2 separate regions of the Mus musculus genome follow, and region 2 is linked to region 1. A link is a contact called in public HiChIP or PLAC-seq data. All regions are on one chromosome and are shown on one strand. Each heading gives the region's core, a stretch centred on a gene start, on an enhancer-like site or on the middle of the called end of the contact. The rest is flanking DNA. Distances are from core to core; before and after follow the strand shown.

Evidence for each region. HiChIP or PLAC-seq counts read pairs in DNA pulled down with a chosen protein or histone mark.
Region 2: a contact with region 1 is called in an H3K27ac HiChIP or PLAC-seq map of embryonic stem cells, with 12 times the contacts expected there. The contact joins two enhancer-like sites. A contact is called at or near these places in 5 of 115 datasets of contacts at active chromatin or transcription factors (all in embryonic stem cells) and 1 of 9 other capture datasets (embryonic stem cells).

Annotation. Positions count from the first base shown.
Region 1 is chr11:12,809,667-12,813,872 of GRCm38.p6, forward strand. No RefSeq gene overlaps it. Among named protein-coding and RNA genes, the nearest start is that of Gm22789, 120 kb to the left of the region's middle. Within about 2 kb of position 1,720, at least 54 of the 459 cell types and tissues checked have an H3K27ac peak or open chromatin away from gene starts, as enhancers often do. A contact at or near this core is called in embryonic stem cells, where this site is marked.
Region 2 is chr11:13,416,378-13,420,364 of GRCm38.p6, forward strand. No RefSeq gene overlaps it. Among named protein-coding and RNA genes, the nearest start is that of Gm30770, 540 kb to the right of the region's middle. Within about 2 kb of position 1,639, at least 9 of the 459 cell types and tissues checked have an H3K27ac peak or open chromatin away from gene starts, as enhancers often do. A contact at or near this core is called in embryonic stem cells, where this site is marked.

The DNA.
Region 1 (4,206 bases), core at 470-2,969:
AGGTTGTGTGTATAATTGAGGGGCAATCATGACAAGAATTGGCTTGTAAAATTTGAGCACTGTTTTAAAATAGTGGATCTGGAATAGTCAGCAGATTTTATTGAGCCTGATTTGCACATAATCTGGAAGCTAGATATTTTCCCCAGAAATCTTTTAAGAGTGCTCATTGCATCTATTTTCATAGGATAGTAGTGATTGGAGGAAGTGACATAGATTTGGAATACCTCAGAAAAGGAAGTTGAATGTAAGATTCAGCATGAATTAAGCACAGTATAGAATCAGCTAATAGACACCGAGAGTGGATTGTTTCTGAAAAATCACTGAAATAGAACCATGGATTTTTTTCTTTACAGAATAGTTATTATTTTTCATTTGTTCTCTCTAGCTGAGAAAACTACATTTCTACATTCTTTCCACTGGATACTACCAAAATCCACTTAGCAGTTGTAATTGAAATTGATCACTCAGATGGCACAGTATACAAATGCTGCTTTTCTAAAGTGGCTAAGGAAACACTTTGGGGTCATATGTTCTTCCAAAAACTTTCCTTTTGCTTCTTAAGACAAAGACCTGATGCGCCTGAGTGGGCTTGAGACCCAGAAGTGTCCTCCAAAATTGGGTCGAGGGAGGGCCTAGGTTTCACCTGGTTTGTATTCTTGTTCTCTCCGTCTCTGTCTCCATTTTGTGTCAGTCTCTTCTCCTCCACTCTGCATGTGTGTTTGCACACGTGGCCATGCACATGTGGTATCTTCTTCTTTTGTATGTTTTTTTCTGTATGTCTGGCCCTCTTTGGATATTCAGTCTGTCAAGCTGACAACCCCATTGTGATTTATTTGAAGAGCCTCAGGCCACAGGAGAGATCATAGATAGATGTTCCTAGCAACAGCTTTGGCTGACTTAATTAGAAATAACCATAATAACCACTGGGATATGATTGAGGAGAAGGTCCATCTCACCCTTCAGCCATTCCAAGATCATCAAATGTATCAGGGATTCGCTGTCACTTCAGTAAATCTCAGAATGCTGACTCATAGACAAAACCAATGTTGTTGATTTGACTGGACCACAGAAAACTGGCTGCACTGTGTGGGACAGGGGCTGAAGAGGGAATAGAGCACTGTAGTAGGGTCTAGGGAAGTACTGTTAAACTGCCCCTTTTACTTCTGGAGGACTAGGGAAACCACAAACCCTTGTTATGCACGGGGGCTGGGGGTAGCTGCGCTGATGTATGGTGAGCTTCTCTGGGTTTAAGGCAGCTAAGTGGCTTCATCCATCATATAAAGTATTCTGTGCCTATACTTTATAGAAGGCTCAATTGCCGCACTTTCAAGCACTGCAGAAGAATATAAAGCCATAGATAATTTTAATTGTCTTTGTTTACTTGCAGTAAGTCAGGCTATCGAGTATGGTTCCCTAGCCCTTAATCATTTTTAAGCACTTACATAACATGCATGTGAGGACCCTTTCCAGACAGGCTCGAGGTTCCTCGTCTTCTCCCTCAGGCTTCCCCCTTCCCTGTCCTACGCAGTGACTTGTATTTTGCACACACGTTTTTCACTTTTCATGGTAGTTCAGAATCTTAAGAGCAGGAGTTCATTCCTGGCCACTCTCCAGGACACTATACTCCTGGGTTGATGATTCTCACAGAAGACGCAGACATGAAAGCAACAAGGCTTTCTTGGTCACCTGGGTGCCTGTCTTTAGGGAGTTTGGCCTGTAGGTGGCAGTACGGTCTTGTTTTGCTCCCTGCTGGTAACTCCTGCTTTAACTCAAAAAGGGATCCAATAGATTTTCCCTCCCTGAAATCTTTATGGTTTTCCCACCTTCCCAGAGTCAGGGCTGATTCTTATCTCTCAGTATTAGAGCTCTGCCAGACACTACAGGAGTTCTGGGTGTGGGAGAAAGCAGGCACAGCCTGGCAGAGAAGAGAATTGTGAAGTGGAATCTGATGTGGAATGAGAGAGAAGCGCGTGGGTTGGGAAAGTGCTGTTACTTTCCCAGTCTGTGCTTCATCAAGGAGCTGAAACAAAAGCCAGGGTGGAGTTAGTGAACCCGAGCTCACTCTGAGCTGCCTAGCTCTGTTCTAGCTGAGTCAGTAGTGGCCACAGTAGATCCAACTTTAACAATTACATCAAGGATCCCAACAAAGGAACCAGACTGGGAGGAGACAGTCCAGCCACCATGTCAGCCTCCTCCTCTCTTGGGGAGTGTCTCTTTGTTCTGGGATGGGGGTGGAGTTTGGGTAGGTGTTCCAAGCAATTGACAGTTCACATCAAGATCTAGCCACACTGTGTACACAAACTCTGCTCCTGGAAGTACTTCTTTTCTGGGCAATAACTTTCCCATAAGAACTTTGAAAATCAAACATCATCTTGACCTAGTGAGAGCTAAACTTACCTTGACTTTAAAGGCATAGTATTTTTCTTGAAATTGGGCAGGACAAGGAAAAGAACAAAAAAATAACTGAATTGTAACATGAGTAACCTGAAAAAGCTCATGATGTGTGGTTTACTAGAAAGATCCTACTGACCTAGTGGGGGGTCCAGGCATGCAGATGACTCAGGCAACACTTTTCTAACATTTGCATACACACTGTTAGGGTGTGGCCACTACTAGGGAAGGTGTCCTTCCATTTTGCCTTTAGAAAGGTTACCAGAAAGCAAAAAAGAAACAACAGTTGGACAAGAAGAAACCAATTTAAATTCCTTCTTAAGTAAAAGTAAATATTCTAGGAACCTCATGCATACCTATGTTTGCTGAGGACAACCGGGGAGTGGCCATCTCACAGTGGCTGAAAGGCTTTTGTGGTTTTTGTGATCATTGAATTGGCTAGGTTGAGCATATTGGTTATACCCAGCAGCCCTGCTTAGGCATCTTTGAGTCATACTAAGTCCTTGTGGGAGGCTATTACCAAGTGCTAATGCATCTGTCCTGACATCAACTCCCACAGCATGAGCTGACAAATGGCCACATCACCATCTCTTTCCCTCCGTCTCACTAAAGGCTGCTAAGAAGCATGAGACTCGCAGAATGTTGCTTGTTATTTTCTTTGTCTATCTTGGTAGCTAACCATTTATTTTCTTTTCTTAGACCCTTTGGATGTTTCAGAGTGCACACCTCTCTGATGTCCAGAGATATTGTAAGCCACTGATTTTTGCATTGGCACAGTTAGGCTCTGAGTCTGTTAGCTACAGTTGCTAGGCTGAGTCCAGCTTCATGTCACAAAGAACTCTGTGAAAGCTTAAGTAAACACCATTAAGTCCCAAATGGATGATGACAATGAAATAGGCTTTAAGTTGGTAATAATGGGGTGATATATTTATTGTGCTGTATGAGAACTAGGACAAAGAACTGGACACATGTGATGGGTCATGGGCAATTGGTATTATGCAAACACTGCATGGAATAGGAAATGGGCTTTGCCTTCTTCTTAGAGGCATGATGACAGGGCGGTAGAATTTGATGCCGTCTTGTAGAGGCAGGACAGTAGCCTGTGGTATAGTGATCTTGAGTTCTGCTTCTTCCACTTTTCTTCATCCGCTCTTGTGTTTGGAGTACAGAATACCCATGGAAATCAGAGGAAAGTTCTGGGGACCAGAGGCAATGTTGGGGATTTCTAAGCTTGCCAGTGGAGATTCACAGGCCTGTTTTATCTTCCTCAGTGTGGGATGTGTGGAGCTATTTTAAAAACGCATTATGTATTGATAATTTAAAAAGTATTTCAGTTGGGTATAGAAAGAAAGCTTTGTTCTCATTGATAGCCAACTAGGCCATACTCTGCTACCTATGCAGCTAGAGACACCAGTCCCACCATGTGTTTTCTTTGATTAGTGGTTTAGTCCCAGGGAGTTCTGCAGATACTGGTTAATTCATATTGTTGTTCCTCCTATAGGGCTGCAGACTCCATTACATTCTTGGGTACTTTCTCTAGCTCATTTATTAGTGAACCTGTGCTCTGTCTAATGGATGACTGTGAGTATCTACTTGGTCTTGCAAAGATTCTATGCCCCAGTATAGGGGAATGTCAGGGTCAGGAAATGGGAGTGGGTGGGTTGGGGAGCAGGAGGAGCGGGGAGGGTATGGGGAATTATCGGAGAGGAAACTAGGAAAGAGGGTAGCATTTGAAATGTAAATAAAGAAAATATCCAATAAAAAAAGAAAAAAAAATATAGATCTTCTCTCCGTCTTAAATGAAAACTCCTGTTG
Region 2 (3,987 bases), core at 389-2,888, 610 kb after region 1:
CTCTTTTGAAATCTATAAGAAAAAGGCAGCATTTTAAACCCTGCTCCCAGGCTAACGCTGCTGTGGAAATTGGAGCCCATCTTGAACTCTCAGAGGTGTGGTGTAAATTCATGTGAATTGGAATTTATAATGGAAGCTGCATGATACTTTACTGAAACTGCACAAACTATGCTCCAATTGGAAACAATAAAACAAAGAGCACAGCAGACCACCCTCCGCTGTGCTTTTATTAACTTTCTATTTCCAGCCTCAGAGAGCCTGTCAGTAATGCCTGCATTTCAGTTGATTTCTCTGTAACATTCTGCTTGGTATTTGCAAGTCACTGAATGTGGTATTTTACTTCATCAACTGATATACTTTGGAGAGACACTTGAAAGTGAAAAACTCAAGTCTATGACTCTGGCTCTTGGATATGTGCAGACTAATAGAACCAAAGTTTCTGTGCTGAATTGGAAGGCAGATCTTGACAGATCATGAGAATATAATGAAAGTCATCCTTTATGTTCATGAACTATAAAGCTTACATTTTCTATAGCAGAAAATGATACAGGAATGACTCTCCATTTCTATCTATGGAGATTATTAGAAAGAATGATCAGAAAGGATTTGATTAAGTAATCCACACTCTCACTTCCATTTACTCATGCCTATTATTTGGTGGGTCGGGTTGGCACTCTCAGGAATCAGGCATCTTATATCTTGTTCTGTGCATTTGACACATTCAGTTTTTTATTCAGGCCATTGAGTGGGTTTCAAAGAATGTTCAAATGAGATGATTTTTGCCAAAAGTCAGGGGACCAACATTCCATTAAGAAAACATGAACAAGCTGAGAAAATGTACAAAAAACTTACAACTCATTACTCTGCTCTATTTGTCTAAAAATTTAAGGTGAGTGAAATGTTTTAGCACATAGATGCTTTAAAATATGTACTAGTCAAATCAACAAGAAAAAATTTGGTAAGCTCAATGGATGTGGAAAAATTATTTGATAAAATTGAACAGATAATCATAATTTTAAAAGGCAAAAAATAAAAATATCATATTATATACCTTCCCCAAAGCAGAGGAAGTATAGTGAAGGATGAGACCATTGAAACTTCCATGCTTCCCTTCCTAACTAAAAGTGTAGATTCCATCATGTCCACTTAGATGGACAAATCTAAGGAGATCCTTGGGTCTCTATGATCAGTGGAGGCTTGTTCTGTTGATAAAAGCAAATGAGTGCTACATGCTCAGTGCCTCAAGCCAGTGTTAAGATCAGCACAGGCAATCCACCCCCACCCCAAGACACTCTTCTGTCTTTCCTCCCCTCTCTAGCTCCACATCTAGCTCTCTTGCTCTCATATCAGGAGTCATCCTATTTTTAATTTCATGTTCTCAGGAAAGGATAGATTCAGACTGTTGGGGCCGGCCTGCTGCTCTCATGTCCAGGTTCGAGCCTGGAAGGCATCTTGGAACTGGAAGAAAAGAGGGGATCTAGGCGGTTTGAGAAATAATGGAACCAAGACAACTAGTCTGCTCAAGATTCAATTTTTAATGTCGGACACACTTTATAAAGGAGAGGGGAGAGCCCATTCTAGCCAAGTCATCCTTGGAGCCCAGCTGCAGGTGACCACATGTAGGCTCTGGAACAGCTAGGCCAACTCCCAGCAGGTAGCAGCAGCGGCAATGGCAGAACAATAAAGTGATCCTGGGAGGCAGGCTCCACCCTAGGTAATCTCCTTAGTGACAACAAAGTCAAGGTCTGGCTCAGCCTGCTTCAGGCTGTGGGGGGAGGTTACATCAGACAGCCCCACTTGTGGGTGGGAAAGGCAGGAACAAACAACAGTCACAAACTAAATGAAAAACTAAAATACAAACCTTTTAGCAAAATTAAGGAACTTTGCTTTTAAAGTAGAAGTATATTTTTTTAAAAATTATCTTATGAAGTAGCTTAAGAGATGGCTTATGGTAGTGCTTTTCAACCTGTGGGTAGCAACTGATTTATGAGAGGAGCAAAATTGCAGTTATGGAAGTAGCAACAAAATAATTTTATGGTTTGGGATTACTACAACATGACGAACTGTATTAAAGGATCAGAGCATTAGGAATGCTGAGAACCACTGCCTTAGAGATGAACAATTGGTCTACTCTTCCACAGTGTCTACATTCTGTTCACAGCAACCACTCAGCACAGCTCATAACTCATAGAACCCAAGATCAGTGGGTCTGCTGCCCTCCTCTGGGAACCTTGGCCACTTGCCCTCACACAGAATCACTAATATATGTAAATCTTTTAAAAAATGATTTAGAAAAGCTTTGGGCACTGAAAATGTAGCAAAGTGATAGCATACCTGCCTGGAATGCACAAGGCCCTGGGGTCTAACCTCAGATACTACAGAAATAGAAAAAGGTTCTTTTTAGGACAGCCACTTTCTCAGTTGTGTGGAACACTGAACCTGGCCCCTATCTGATGTAGCGTCAGTGCCTGGGTACCAAGAAAGTTAAATCACAGAGGAGGAAAAGTCTCTCAGGAAAAGACTGACCACAGGTGCTCTGTCTTTGTTTCAGGCAGTTATGATGTACTCTGTTCTCTTCTTCCAGCTTTAAGAAGGAGGACTAGGTCAGGTGGTCCCTGAGCATTTCTTGACAGGAATTATAGAAGAGAAAATCAGCTTACTATCCACAAAGGACTATGGTTACAGAGCTATGAACACTGCAGGCAAAGCTTGCAACTAACATGCTAGCAAGGTAAGAACTGACTCTTCCTTGGGTTGACACACCTGCTTTATGGATTTGCTTTAAGACTTACATGTCTACACTCAATGGGCATTATGCAGGCTCCTTAACCTCTGTAAATTCTTTCCTCTAAATGACCTAGATGCTTGAGCATTAACTAGACTTAGACTCTCTTTGGATTGAAAATTCAGTGAAACCCGGCCTTCCTTGGCTATTCGTGGAATAAGTGAGTATGTGATTTTAAAATTGTGCTTGGAGTTAATTATATATAACAAGTTTTAACTCAGCTAACTTGTGTGCTCACATTTCTTACTGGTGAAACAGATAGGAAGATGGTATCGCTCATAGTTCCTGGTTCTGGAATAGAAGATAATGAAGTTAAATATTTCTGGGGCCATTAAGCACTCATAAGTGGGAATTTCATTGGTATTTTTCATCTTGTGGGTGTTTTTCTGTGCTTAGTTATTGAAGAGCTTCCTTCTTGGTATTTATGGATTCTTTCCTAAATTAGGTGAGTTCGACCCATAGGAAAAAAAATTAAAATGATCACAGATTACAGTGGTCTAGACATAGCACATGTTCATTTACTTTTCATTTAATTTTCCCAAGTTGTTTAGTATTATGTGACACTTTCTGGGGAGATATGAGCAAGAGCCTACTAGCCCCAGAAAGAGCATCAAAGACAGATCAAAAACAAACAAACTCTTACAGCAATATCAGGTATGATTAACTAGTGAGTTTTTATTGGAGTTACTTAGAGAAACATAGTAAGGCTTCAGTTACAGGTGCATGGAAGACGCAGAGGCAGCACTGCTTCACCAGGAAGTCCATCCCAGCATGGATCCTGCCTCATCAAAGATCCTCTGCTCAATAGATACTCCCACAGCTTGCAGGGAGATCAGCCAGTGCAAGATGCCTTTCTCTCTGGCAATTGTATACTTAACTGCTTTTGTAACTGTGGCAAGGGTCTTTGTGAAGCTTTAATTTTCAAGGAGCCTCTTGAACCCTCTGAATTTCATGTAATTCGTGTTTCATGTAAACTTCCCTCCTCCCTTTCAGGAGGGAACATATCAATTTGGAGGAAACAGCTACTCAGCAATTAGAAAAGTGCTAGAAAAGTGTGTTGCATCTATCCATACATGGTGTTCAGAAAGCTAAAGATGAATTCCCCAGGCCAAGGCCATTAAATGGATTCCAGACCTAGTATCATTAACACAGTAGACAGGAAGGGAACATACAGCAGAGAGGGGGAGAGGGGACACGGGAAA